2 separate regions of the Sus scrofa genome follow, and region 2 is linked to region 1. A link is a contact called in public Hi-C data. All regions are on one chromosome and are shown on one strand. Each heading gives the region's core, a stretch centred on a gene start, on an enhancer-like site or on the middle of the called end of the contact. The rest is flanking DNA. Distances are from core to core; before and after follow the strand shown.

Region 1 (6,579 bases), core at 2,039-4,538:
TAAATAATAATAAGAAAACAGGTAAATATACAGAATGTGGAGATTATCTTTCTGCAGAGACTTAAATGTGAGGGTAAATAGAAGACAGGGGACAAAGAAAATAGACAGCAAGTGGAGACTTACGAAAAGGAACACAAAGTAAAAAGAACACAAAGGAACACAAAAGTAGCAGACGTAAAAATTAAATTGCAAAGCAAAGGAAACTACCAAGTTTAAAATAGGTCTGAAAACAGTTTATCAGCTCCTGAAAATATTAAACGGAGAGTTATCATGCAACCCCAACTTTCCACTCTTGTGCATGTAACCAAGAGAGATGAAAGCATATAACCACACAGAAATGTGTACTTGAATGTTCATTTTTCGTAACAGTGGTAGCAATTCAGATGTCCATTAACTAATGGATAAACAAAATGTGGTCTCTCATACAATGGAATATTTTCCAGCTGTAATGAAGTAAATACAAACTTCAACATGGATAAACCTTGAAAATGAGTTAAGTGAAATCAGCCAGACACAAAAGGCTGCATATCATATCATTCCATTTATATGAAATGTCCAGAATAGCCAAATCCATACAAACAGGAAGTAGGTTAAGTAGTTGCCAGAGGATGAGGGGAGAGGCGAATTAGGAGTGAATACTAACAGGTATTCTTTTGGAGGTGATGGAAAAATTCTAGAATTAGATAATGATGATGACTGCACAACCTTATGAATATACTACAAAACCATCAAACTATACACATTTTTCTTTTTAGGGCTGCACCATTGGTGTATGGAAGTTCCCAGGCTAGGCGTCTGATCGGAGCTTCAGCTGCCAGCCTACACCACAGCCAGAGCAACACGGGATCCTTAATGCACTGAGTGAGGCCAGGGATCAAACCCGCATCCTCATGGATACTAGTCAGGTTGGTTACCACTGACCCATGATGGGAACTTGCAAACTGTACAGTTTTAAATGAATTACATTTCAATTTTAAAAGGAGTGAAGTGTTGATACATGCTCTAACATTGATAAACCTTGAAAGCATTGTGCAAACTGAAGGAAGCCAGTCATGAAAGAACACATTTTACACAATTCCAGGCCTATACAACATCCAAAACAGGCTAATTTACAAAGACAGAAAGTAGATTAGTGGTTGTCTATGGCTGGGGAAATGACACAGTTGGGAGTTGATACCTAAAGGATATGAAACTTCTGCTTTGGATGGTGAAAATATTCTAACATTATATAGCAATGATTGCATAACTCTGTTCAGAGTTATACTAAAAACCATTGAGTTGTGCATTTTAAAATGTGTGAATTATATCCCAATAAAGCTGTTATTTTTTAAATCAGTGTTAAATAGCGTTTCTCTAGAAACTATTTATATGAATCCGTCTAACAGTTTCTTGTTGGTCACTACATTTTCAGCATCGTGCACAGTAAGGGTAGCAGGAGGATAAGTCATGGTCCCAGCACTCAAGGAGTCAACATTTCATTCGAGGAGAAACACTTGGGTACAGGAAACAGTCATCAACAACATAAAACAGTGTATCTTTGGATGTTAAATTATTGTGGCTATCACAGCCAAACGAATTCAAGAACCAGAGAGCTCTGTGAGACTCTGGAAGAAGACAAGATTTGGGGAAAATTGTGGGGACGTGAGTCTCATTAGGCCTTGACTGAGGAGTGGGAATTTGATTAGGGGAAGATGATAGTGCCCTAAAAAAAGACAAAAGATTAACATGGAGAACATAGTGTAGCTTAGTGAGTCCAAAGGCTATCATCTGTGTGAATGGATTCTGCTGCATCATGAGACTGACTGAAAAATTGCAGTTAGCCTTGGAAGACAGAGTTTGATCCAATAGAGAAAAATGAGAAAATACTGCTATGTAGTGAAAAGCACCTGTTCTTGTCAAAGAGTTTAAAGATATATGGATGAAAGAGAGGAGCCCAGAGTAGGGGCAACAAACTAGAAGTTTTAAGGGCAAGAACCTCTACATGGGCAGGAAGAGTGGATGTGGGAATGGAAAGTAAAGGAAGAGTATATATAGTTCAAATGAAAAAAGTCACTCCGGAGTTCCCGTCGTGGCGCAGTGGTTAACGAATCCGACTAGGAACGATGAGGTTGCGGGTTCGGTCCCTGCCCTCGCTCAGTGGGTTAACGATCCGGCGTTGCCGTGGCTGTGGGGTAGGTCGCAGACACGGCTCAGATCCTGCATTGCTGTGGCTCTGGCGTAGGCCGGTGGCTACAGCTCCGATTCAACCCCTAGCCTGGGAACCTCCATATGCCACGGGAGCGGCCCAAGAAACAGCAACAACAACAACAAGACAAAAGACAAAAAAAAAAAAAAAAGTCACTCCTTCATTCATTTATTCATTCAACCCAAAGCTGATAGAGCACTTCTCTTTATGTAAAGGCAGCTTGCTAAGCTCTGTAGCGGTAGGAGAGCTGTACTGTACACGAGTACACAACATTAACCCTTTCCGTAATTCATCTGCTGGGGAGGTGAGACACAAACACAGAAGGCAGCACCAACAAAGGAAGTCTTTAGGAATTGATGATTGCCTTGATGTGGGGATGAAAGTACAGAACAGGTCAAAGATGGCAAGATACCCAAGAGAGTAATGGCATCTGTGAAGTTGTGGGCGTATCAGTCAAAACATTGGCATTGCCGTCAGTCTGAAAGGAAGACCCAACCCCCCACTGCATTAAGCAGGTTAAGTGATTAATTTGTTCAACAAATAATTACTAAATGTCTACCACATACCAGACCATGTACTATGGATGCTGGGGAGGGAGATACAGGACCATCAAAAACTCTGCTGTCATGCATCTTAGTTCTCATGGACCAAAAGAAGTAAATACTCTCTGGTGAGAAGTTAAAGAGACTCCGTAAGCAGCCAAATGAATGAACACCTGACTCAGCGGCTTAATTTGGGCAGTAGATATCCAAGAATAAATTCCAGGGATTGTGCCAAACACAACAGAATTGTTTCCAAATACTTTTCTTGTCTGTATTACTTAACCTGATAAGAAGAGACAGGAAAAGGATAGAAGGTTAGAACAGTTCACTGAAGTTCTGGCACAAGGTTGGGGGTGGGAGGTCATACTGATAGATGGGGTAGACAAGAAATTTTCAGCAGCAGCCTATTTTTACATCTTTTAATTTTTCATCTTATTTTTGAATTGTGGAAAGGCTACTGAATTCTTTGTTGCCAGGGCAGATGGAATAGTATTTGCTTCATTTCTCAGAATCATCTCCCATTAAATGAGGTACCTGGGGCTCTGTTCACTTTCGAGATTTTAAAATTGGCGATCTCTGAGGTTGAGTATCTTAGCCACAGCTGGTGCTGGCTGGCCCAGAGCTATGTACAGCACTTAACTTTTGCCTCCAATAATTCTACACTGCTGGGACAGATTTGACCAGAGTCTTAATTCATAGAATATTTAGAAAGTCATTTAATTTCCAAGTGAGGAGGACATTTCTAAGCATAAAACAAAAGAAGACGTAAAGGACATGATTGATAGCCCTGACATCATAAAATATATCAAAGGAGTAGTCAAGGATAGGGGAAACAGCCCATGACATGCTGCTGTATCAAAAAAAATAAAAACATGGGAGTTCGATCGTGGCTCAGTGGTTAACGAATCCAACTAGGAACCATGAGGTTGTGCGTTCGATCCCTGGCCTCACTCAGCGAGTTAAGGCTCCGGCGTTGCCATGGCTGTGGGGTAGGTCGCAGACATGGCTCAGATCCTGCATTGCTGTGGCGAAGGTGGGTGGCAACAGCTCTGATTAGACCCCTAGCCTGGGAACCTCCATGTGTCGCAAGTGCAGCCCTAGAAAAGGCAAAAATTAATTAATTAAATCAAATAAAAACAAGCATGCCATTATAATTTATATGTTGTAAAATCTATATCTGAGATATATGTACATGAGAAATATACTAGATGCTAAAAGAATTATGGGTGATTTTTACTTCATATTTTTTCAAATTTCCCAAATTTTCTATATTAAAAAGAACTCCAAAGATGATATTTTTAAACAATTTAACCGAGTAAAACTTAATAGTTTCCTGGAGTTCCCATTGTGGCGCAGTGGTTAACGAATATGACTAGGAACTATGAGGTTGCGGGTTCGATCCCTGGCCCTGCTCAGTGGGTTAAGGATTCGGCATTGCCGTGAGCTGTGGGAGCAGGAGTGGCCCTAGAAAAGGAAAAAAAGACAAAAAAAAAAAACCTTAATAGTTTCCTTTTCAAGCTAAAGTCATATATGCTTGAGTCATATATTCCTACCGGTTTTCTCTTTTGTTTTGTCTTTTGTCTTTTCAGGGCCACACCTGCAGCACATGGAAGTTCCCAGGCTAGAGGTCGAATCAGAGCTACAGCTGCTGGTCTACACCACAGCCACAGCAACACAGGATCTGAGCCATATCTGTGACCTATACCACAGCTCAGGGCAACGCCAGATCCTTAACCCACTCACTGAATGAAGCCAGGGGTCGAACCCAAAACCTCATGGTTCCTAGTCGGATTTATTTCAGCTGTGTCAGGATGGGAACTCCCCTACAGGTATTTTTAAATCAGTGATTGAATTCTATTAAACTCAATGGCAGACCAAAGATAAAGTAAGGGTTTGGGAGAAGATGATCCATGGGAAAATTGGGACAGGGATGGTCTGAAATGGAAAGTTCTTCAAGACTTTGAAGAAGTATAATACACAGGGGGATCTAACTTGGTCCTGTTACAGAACAGTAGCACCATGAACACGCGTGCACGCGTGCGCGTACACACACGAGAAGAGAAGAGAAGGAGAGGAGGGGAAGAAATGAAAAAAGAAAAGCAAAAGAAAATGTCCTTAGTTTCTCAGCTATTTCTCTGCTGCTACTCAATGTGAACCCTTACCCTTCCAGGCCCAGCCAATTACCCTGGAAAACCACCTCTGTTACATGCTGCCACCACCTGCCCTATGGGTGGCTTATCCTGATGACAACATCTGGCACATGATTCAGATGTACTGGGTGGTCCTTCAAGTAGCAGAAAATAGGAAGAGGAGACTTTCAGGAAAGTGAGTTATTTTCTAAGAACCAGGGAGGGTAACCAGTAACACCTGGAGACTGGGTTGGGTTGTGTGTCTAGAATGAAGCTCTAGGCTTGGTGGTGTGTCTAGGACAGAGCTTTAGGGAAGACTTAGAGTAGTGGTTTGGGGAGACGTCCTTCACTTCAGAAAGCTTTCTGGAATAGGAAAGCTCTTTTTTCCAGAATCCAAGAGCTTACCCCAAATTACTTCTTTTAGATTATCACCTCTTTCAGTCTCATTATGTCTTGCTGGGACTTAAAGATATATGTAAAAATATAATATAAACCCTCAAATATAGGTGTGAAACTCAAGGCATTGGTTAAGAAATGTATCACTAAAAATAAGATAGAAAAGAGAACTTAAATTGTATATATAAAATATACTAAAATCCAGGGACTTAATAAGAGTCTTTTAAAAAGTCTTAAAAAAGAGAACTTAAATTGTATATATAAAATATACCAAAAGCCAGGACTTAATAAGTAATTGAGAGGGTTATGACGCCCAGACCAAACATCTAATGAGTTCAGTTGAGTAAGCAAATAAGTCTTTGTTCACAATTAAAAAGTTCAAAAAAATGTTCATTATATAAAAATAACCTGCATTTTAAAAATTGTCTGACTTTGTTCACTGCCATCCCAAGTAACTGCAATATTTTGTTTTCTGCCAACCTATTAGTACCTTGAGCTCCCCACGTTCTCCCATCCTGCTCACCCTCCCCAGTCTTCTCTTAATGCTCTGCATCCCCCAACCAACCAGTTCTTTCTCCCTTTTTATTCAATTTATAATGATATCTACAGAGCAGGGCCTGTATTATTGTTTGTTCACTAGAACTGAACTAAAAGCCATTGCATCCATTGTCCTCCACTAGTCAATATTTGAGAATGTTCTGAGCACTGTTGATACAGGCACTATTTAAATAGGCAGCCTCCGGTTTTCCTGCTCAGAAGTGCAGGACTGTAAAAGTGGCCATGCAAACTGAAGCTATAAAAATCTATCTTGATAATTAATGGGGAAAATCATGTTTGTTCTATGACCTTCGTGTATTTTTGTCAAAAGATTAAAAACTCTCTTACTCTGTTATAAATGTATAGGGAAATGACAAAAAAAAAGTGAATCTAATATTTCTTACACTGTAATTTAAAACACTAGAAATATTGATAATGAAATGTCGGAGTTCCCATTGTGGCACAGCAGAAACAAATCCAACTAGGAACCACAAGGTTGTGGGTTTGATCCTTGGTCTCGCTCAGTGGGTTAAGGATCTGGCGTTGCCTTGAGCTGTGGTGTAGGTCACAGGCGTGGCTCGGATCTGGCGTTGCTGTGGCTTTGGTGTAGGCCAGCAGCTGTAGCTCTGATACGACCCCTAGCCTGGGAACCTCCATATGCCCATGGGTGTGGCCCTAAAATTACAAAATATAAAATAAATAAATAAAAATAAAAGATAATTAAATGTATCCTTCCTTTATTATAAAAACAGCTATCACAGGTAGTTTGGATAGTGCTTAACTTCTCATT
Region 2 (6,579 bases), core at 3,007-5,506, 67 kb after region 1:
TCCAAAATATTAATGAAAATGGAATTCCCACTGTGGCTCAGTGGTAATGAACCTGATTAGTATCATGAGGACATGAGTTCAATCCCTGGTCCGTTCAGTGGGTTAAGGATCTGGTATTGCCATTACCATGAGCTGTGGTCTAAGTCACAGACACGGCTAGGATCTCGAGTTGCTATGGCTGTGGTGTAGGCCAGCAGCTGCAGCCCCCATTCAACTCCTAGCCTGGGAACTGTCACATGCCACCCGTGTGGCCCTAAAAAGAAAAATGTGTATGTATTTATGAAAATGGCATGAGTAGACAATGGAATAGGTGTTTTCAAAATTCCAAGTGTAACTGCTCTTGTAAATAGAGTACACAATGAGCTAAGAGGTACATTTGGCTTTATATTTAGAAAAGAGAAAAGATTCTGCTTAACAGTCCCAGGTCTCTAAGTCACATTCCAGAGGAGTCCTTTAGTTTTTAATCTGTAAAATAGTGATAAGAAGATCTCTATAGAGATTAAAAGAAGTGACATAAAAAATATCAGCAAAGGACAGGAGCCCCACCTCATTCATACCAAGCAACGTTTTCTAAATTTTACAAATATGTAAGAACATAAACTAGGAGATGTAGATTTTTTACCGAGGCAGGAGCAGAGGAGAGGGACAAATATTAATCTAGCCAAAGCTTGCAGAGATATTCATTAACTATGGGTAAAGAATCATAATTCTACCTTGATCTACTTTTATCACAATCAAGCTACTGGACATTTTGTTTAAAGAAAGGAATTTTTTTTTCCTATAGCACACTGTTGATAAAGTAAGTCAATTTAGAAGAAAACTATTCTAATAAATATCTCAACTAAAAGGAAGAGGAAGTAAATACAGGCTTTGATGGGAAGAAATATTCCTGTTTGGTACTCCTGGGGTAATAAAGATTTTATTCTTGAAAGCCTAAACTAACAAGTTACTGGACACATTTGCCATTCCGCATGTATGACAAATAATCAACATGCCAGAGCAAATCCATGTCCCAAAGGAATGCATGTATTTACCCAAAGGTGTATTGAGCAACTACTCTGTGCCTCCTGCCAAGATGATTCACAAGCAAAATCATAGAGATGGTATAAAGTTGTCATGAACGCCTTTTCTCTTGGCAACTTCTGTCTCGTCCAGATAACCATACCCTCTGTTGCCTCCTACTGCTCAGGAAATCCCACTACCACCATCACTAATCCCCAGCTGAAGCACTCATCTGGGGCCTGCCTATCCACATAGGTCTCAACTTCTAGATTTTTCTCCACGCCTCTTCCTACAGACACTGACCTCCCTGTGTGCCCTTGAAGGAAGTGCTCTTATCTGTCTTTTGGAGGGTTATTAAGTCAGCTCCAGTCACCATAGCAAAATACCACAGACTGAGCAGTTCAAATAACATTATCTTAGAGATCTGGAAGCCAGAAGTCCAAGATCAAGGTTCCAGCTGATTCAGTTCCCAGCTAAGCCTCTCTTCCTGGCTTGCAAACAGCTACCATGCCTTTCTTTGGTGCATGGTATGGGAAGGGAGAGAGACAGAGAGCTCTCTGGTATCTGTTTTCATAAGGACACAAATCCTATTGGATTAGGACCACACCCTTATGACTTTATTTAATCTGATTTGCATCCTCAGAGACTCCATCCCCAAATACATACACACTGGGAGTTGGGGTTTCAACGTATAAATTTGTGGTTATGGACATACACTGAGTCCCTAACAGAGGGATACACCATGTGATGAAAAGATTTTAACCCTCTTTGCAAGGAATGGCACCTTCTGGCAGGGAATACTTGCTTAATAACCACAGGAAAGGATTTCCAATGATCCAGGAAGGTAATTGCATTACCACATGGCACCTGTATCTACTCTGTTCAGCTGGGTATAAGACTCACTCTCATCCTGCTTTGCGGTTGTTTCATTTTTTCCACTTCTTCGGTGTCTGCCAAGAATGTGCAGCAACCCCTCCACTGATGGCCAGGCTTGTGGTCACACACTCTATCCCCAGACCAGCAGGTCATGGGCCATTTCAGCCCTGAACCATGCTATAGCTTCAAGTCCACGCAGATACGAAAGTGGACATCACCTCCCCGGTCCAGCCGTATGCCACGCAGCCAAACCTAGATCACATTCCAGATCTTCTAAGTCATTTATGCCTGTGCATACACAGCAGCAGACACACAAGCTTGCATATGCTTAACCTTTAAGTTTTTCCTTCTATGTTTACCTGCCTTTTGGGGAATTAAATTATATTACTGTGTAGTAGATACAGACGGTATTTAGAAATCTTAAAGTTTGCTTTGCTTTTTACCTCAGAAACACAAAAGGAGTCAAGCTGTGTAACATCACTTTTTTTTCCCTTGTCTGATTCTCACATAGAAATCTGAGCAACTGCCATCTCAGCAGATACCTCACCTAAACAGCTTTTTTTTTTTTTTCTTTTTTTTTTTTTTGCCATTGCTTGGGCCGCTCCCGCGGCATATGGAGGTTCCCAGGCTAGGGGTCTAATCGGAGCTGTAGCTGCCAGCCTTCACAGAGCCGCAGCAACGCGGGATCCGAGCCGCATCTGAGACCTACACCACAGCTCACAGCAATGCCGGATCGTTAACCCACTGAGCAAGGGCAGGGATCGAACCCGCAACCTCATGGTTCCTAGTCGGATTCATTAACCACTGCGCCACGACGGGAACTCCTAAACAGCTATTCTTAAACATGGGAAAATAAAAGTCTTTGGGAACTTTAGTTACCAAGTATCTGTGCTCTAAACATTTATACGCAAGGAATTTCAACAAGGAATGATGCGCTAATACTTGAAAAGTGGTTTTAGTTTTATAATGTATGTTGTACTTTCTAGTAATCTGACAACATTCCCATGAATTTATATGGTAACATCAGAATGCTATCTACACAATAAGCCTAGACCAACAATGACTTGCTGGTTAATTGCAATCCCATCATTTGTAAAATGTGAGACACAAAATAAACAATTTGAGTATGATTTCTTGTCCAATTAGTGGCAAAGCTGAGCATGTAAGCCAAGTCTTTGGGTTTTTTAAAACTTAGAGAAATTTCTAAATACACAAAAGTAGGGTACCTAATAAACTCCATGCTCCCATCACCCAGTCTCAACAATTACCATTTTATTTTGCCAAATATTTCATCTTTCCTCCTCTGACTTTTTTCTTCTTGCAGTATTTTAAAGCACATCCTAGATATAGTTCACCCATAATTGCTCCAGTATCTCTAATATTTACTTTTATGTTTATATTTGTAGCAGATCAACATTTGCCCAAAAAAGTAGCCAAAGAACTTAGATACCTAACAAAATATGCCAGTACCCTTCTTTCATTTTTCACCTCTATGTATTTCTCCTCCTCAAAAAAGGAAGTCCAAATCAATTTTAATAGGTCAATAAACAGAAAACTAAAAACAAAACAAAACAGAACCCAATAAACCTGATGGTAGAAATTTTAAATGTCAGACTTAAGGTTACTTTAAAACATTTCAACACATTTCATTTCCATGAAAAGTACAAGCAAACCCCACTTATTTTCCTCTAAGAAATCAGGTCCCTGGAAAAAGTCAATGTGTGGAAATTCCATTTTGGGTACTCCAAACATCCTGAGGTTGTATAAAGACTGTGTGTATGTAATTCGCTATGGAAATTGTGGTGGTATTTAATAAGATATAAATAATTCCTGGGTGTCTGACCTTGTTAAATATTTATTTGATATATAATTTAACAAAGGTCCTCTCATATGGGTTCATCAAATGCTTAATGTATTCTAATTTTAATATGGGATTCCAATTTAACACCCATTAAAAGGCAATCTATTCACCACAGAGGCAAACGACTTACCTGTCGAGGAGCCATAAAGTCTGGAAATAGAGGCAACCATATATAACAGACAGTTTATTGATATTACATGACAACACACTATGTTTGGTTGTTGTCTCTCATTCAAGATGCATAGTTTAGTGTGCTGGGCAGAATGGCAAAGAACAGGGTACATTAACACAGCATTTCTAGCAATCCTTATACATAACGTCTGTAATGCATTGCCTCCGATCATTAAATCTCAGCAGAATCAGCAAAGCCTGGGAATGTTAAAAATGCAAATTTTCAGGGCCTCACCCTAAACTTACTTAATCAAAAATTGGGGCTCAGTTTTTTTTTTAAACAAGCTCTGCAGGTGACTTTGATGCAAGCCAATTTGGAGAACCACAGGCTCAAATTATTTGTGCCTTTGATTGTTACCGAACAGAAAACAAACCAAAAAAAACCCTGTCTTTTCAGCATACCTCAAGCACAGAGTTGCCAGATTTAGCAAATAAAAAAATGTAGGAGGATACCCGTTAAATTTGAACTTCAGATAAAAACAAATACATTTTAATAATTAATGTCCTTGCGGCGATGTCAATGTATATATTCCACTTATACGAGGGATATAGAAGTATCTCCATACATACTTATACTAAATTATTTGTTGTTTATTGGATATTTAAGTTGAACTTTTCATCCTTCGACCTGAGTTTTTCTGGCATCCACGCTCAAGGGTGTTCCAATCTGGCCAGCATTCCACATACTCAACAGGCAACGTCATCCAATCCAGTTTTAGAAATTATCACCCTCCCAGACTCTCACCACTCCGGAGTCATGTGGTGGTTGCTCTCTAAGTGACCTTCCCTCGCCTGTCAAGAGCATGCACACTAATATGGTCAAAGAGAACAGAGTTACCTATATTCACATTTGTGGCCACTCTAGGTAGAAATATGGGGTGTCAGCTGAAGAAAAAAGCTAAAGAAATGTGTCTGAAATCTCGTCCAGCTAATTTTAGTTGATGAAAACAATTTTTTTCTATTCAAAGAGCTTTATAGTTCATGTAAGATTCTGGATTTCTAATAAGAAATAACTATGGAGAAAAATGTTTGTATAACTCTTGGCAGAGCTGCATGCTGATGGTGGGTCCTTTCTATTTAAGTTAGCTAAAACCAAACACTTCTGAAATCTGAATCCTTCCTGAATTAATTTTACAGTCTTTTTCATTTTTGAACTGTCACCCTGTTTTCTTTTTAAATTTACATAAAATGCATGGATTTTAAAAACATGGTTCAATAAGTCGTGACCAACATGTACCCTCACCCCATCAAGATAGAGAATACTTCCTTCACTCTAGAAAAGATCCTCCAGCCCCTTTGCAGTTAGTGTCTGCTCTAGAGGCAAGTACTGCTCTGATTTTTATCACTATACATGATGGTTTTTTTGGTCTTTTTAGGGCCCCACCTGCAGCATATGGAAGTTCCCAGGCTAGGGGGTCGAATCGGAGCTGCAGCTGCCAGCCTACGACACGACCACAACCAGCCATGCAGATCCCGAGTGCATCTGTGACCTACACCACAGTTCACAGCAACACTGGATCTCTGACCCACTGAGCGAGGCCAGGGATCCAACCTACATCCTCACGAATACTAGTCAGGTTCATTACCACTGAGCCACCAGAGGAACTCCCACCATACATGAATTTTGTTTGTTCTAAAACTTCAGGTAAATGGAATTGCGTTCATTTTCCCATATTCAAAACATTTGGCTCTGGGGCAGGGAATTTATCATGTGTTTTTCTTTCTTTCTTTCCTCTAATATTGTCTGTAAAGCTCAAAAATTAGTACCTCGTCCCCACCCTCAAGTGCTGGATGTTTTTCTGGTCTGAGGGGAATGACTAGGAGAAGAATTAGGAAAACAGTGCTTTAGGTCATGGTTCTCTGGCCGCCTCTTGAGATGGGTCCCCAAAGAAAGAAGCCCTTGGGTCAAGGGAACAAGGAGGGTGGAAAGAAGGGCTCCAGGAGAACACCCAGGAGCTATAGCAGATGGAGAACAATTCCAGCACCCAAGGGGTTCCAGGAGGCAGCCACGCCACTGCCCCAACAGCAGTGCCCATCACGAAGCCCCCAGTCCTGGAGTGACTGCCCCTGGGCTCCAAGATACAATGAAGACCAATCTCTGCAGCCTCCTAAGATATTTAGGGTGGAAAAGAGCTCCTGTATCCGTACTTCGAGCACAGCCTGGACCATGGTGGTGCAGCCTCAAGTAAGGGCTGAGGAAATGTAGAGACCACTCTCCCAGTGAGTAAGTTAAACATACAAATTATTGAATATTTTAGTGCTTTTCCAAGTACCCACTAGAGTAGTATCTAATTATTTTAAAAGTCTGCTACCCAGACAGAACATAAAATTTAAAATGCCAGCAGTATGTGATCTAATATTATCCTCCATGGAAAACATAGTTCTATGATGTTCACTTTTGCTCACTTTCCTAGGAGATCCAGAGATGAAAAAATATATAAATCCAAACAGACATGTTATGAGTGTGGTTAATTTATATAGGTCTATACAAACGTTGTCACTTGAGGCAAATTTAGAAAAAAAAAAAACATACAAAGAATGAAACGCATTTGAAAGGCACCCCAAAATGTTGATGCTCATCACAAAGTCTCTCACCCCCTGAGTTGTTCTCAGACTTCCAGAATCTCCTAAAGGCAGACTTACCTGCAGATCATTCAGTGAAGATGCCA

The links. A called contact is a pair of places that touch in the nucleus more often than the background predicts.
Region 2: a Hi-C map of heart right ventricle shows a contact between it and region 1, with 2.4 times the contacts expected there. The contact joins two enhancer-like sites. A contact is called at or near these places in 2 of 47 Hi-C or Micro-C datasets (heart right ventricle and liver).

What each region holds. Positions count from the first base shown.
Region 1 is chr4:67,353,058-67,359,636 of Sscrofa11.1, forward strand. All of the region lies in intron 6 of CPA6 (carboxypeptidase A6), which reads left to right. The region is part of intron 1 of LOC110260281 (a long non-coding RNA gene); the gene reads right to left. Among named protein-coding and RNA genes, the nearest start is that of ARFGEF1, 110 kb to the right of the region's middle. Within about 2 kb of position 3,289, at least 1 of the 83 cell types and tissues checked has an H3K27ac peak or open chromatin away from gene starts, as enhancers often do.
Region 2 is chr4:67,418,730-67,425,308 of Sscrofa11.1, forward strand. LOC110260281 (a long non-coding RNA gene) reads right to left here. Exons shown (of 3, transcript XR_002343273.1): 1 at 6,554-6,579. Among named protein-coding and RNA genes, the nearest start is that of ARFGEF1, 43 kb to the right of the region's middle. Within about 2 kb of position 4,257, at least 2 of the 83 cell types and tissues checked have an H3K27ac peak or open chromatin away from gene starts, as enhancers often do.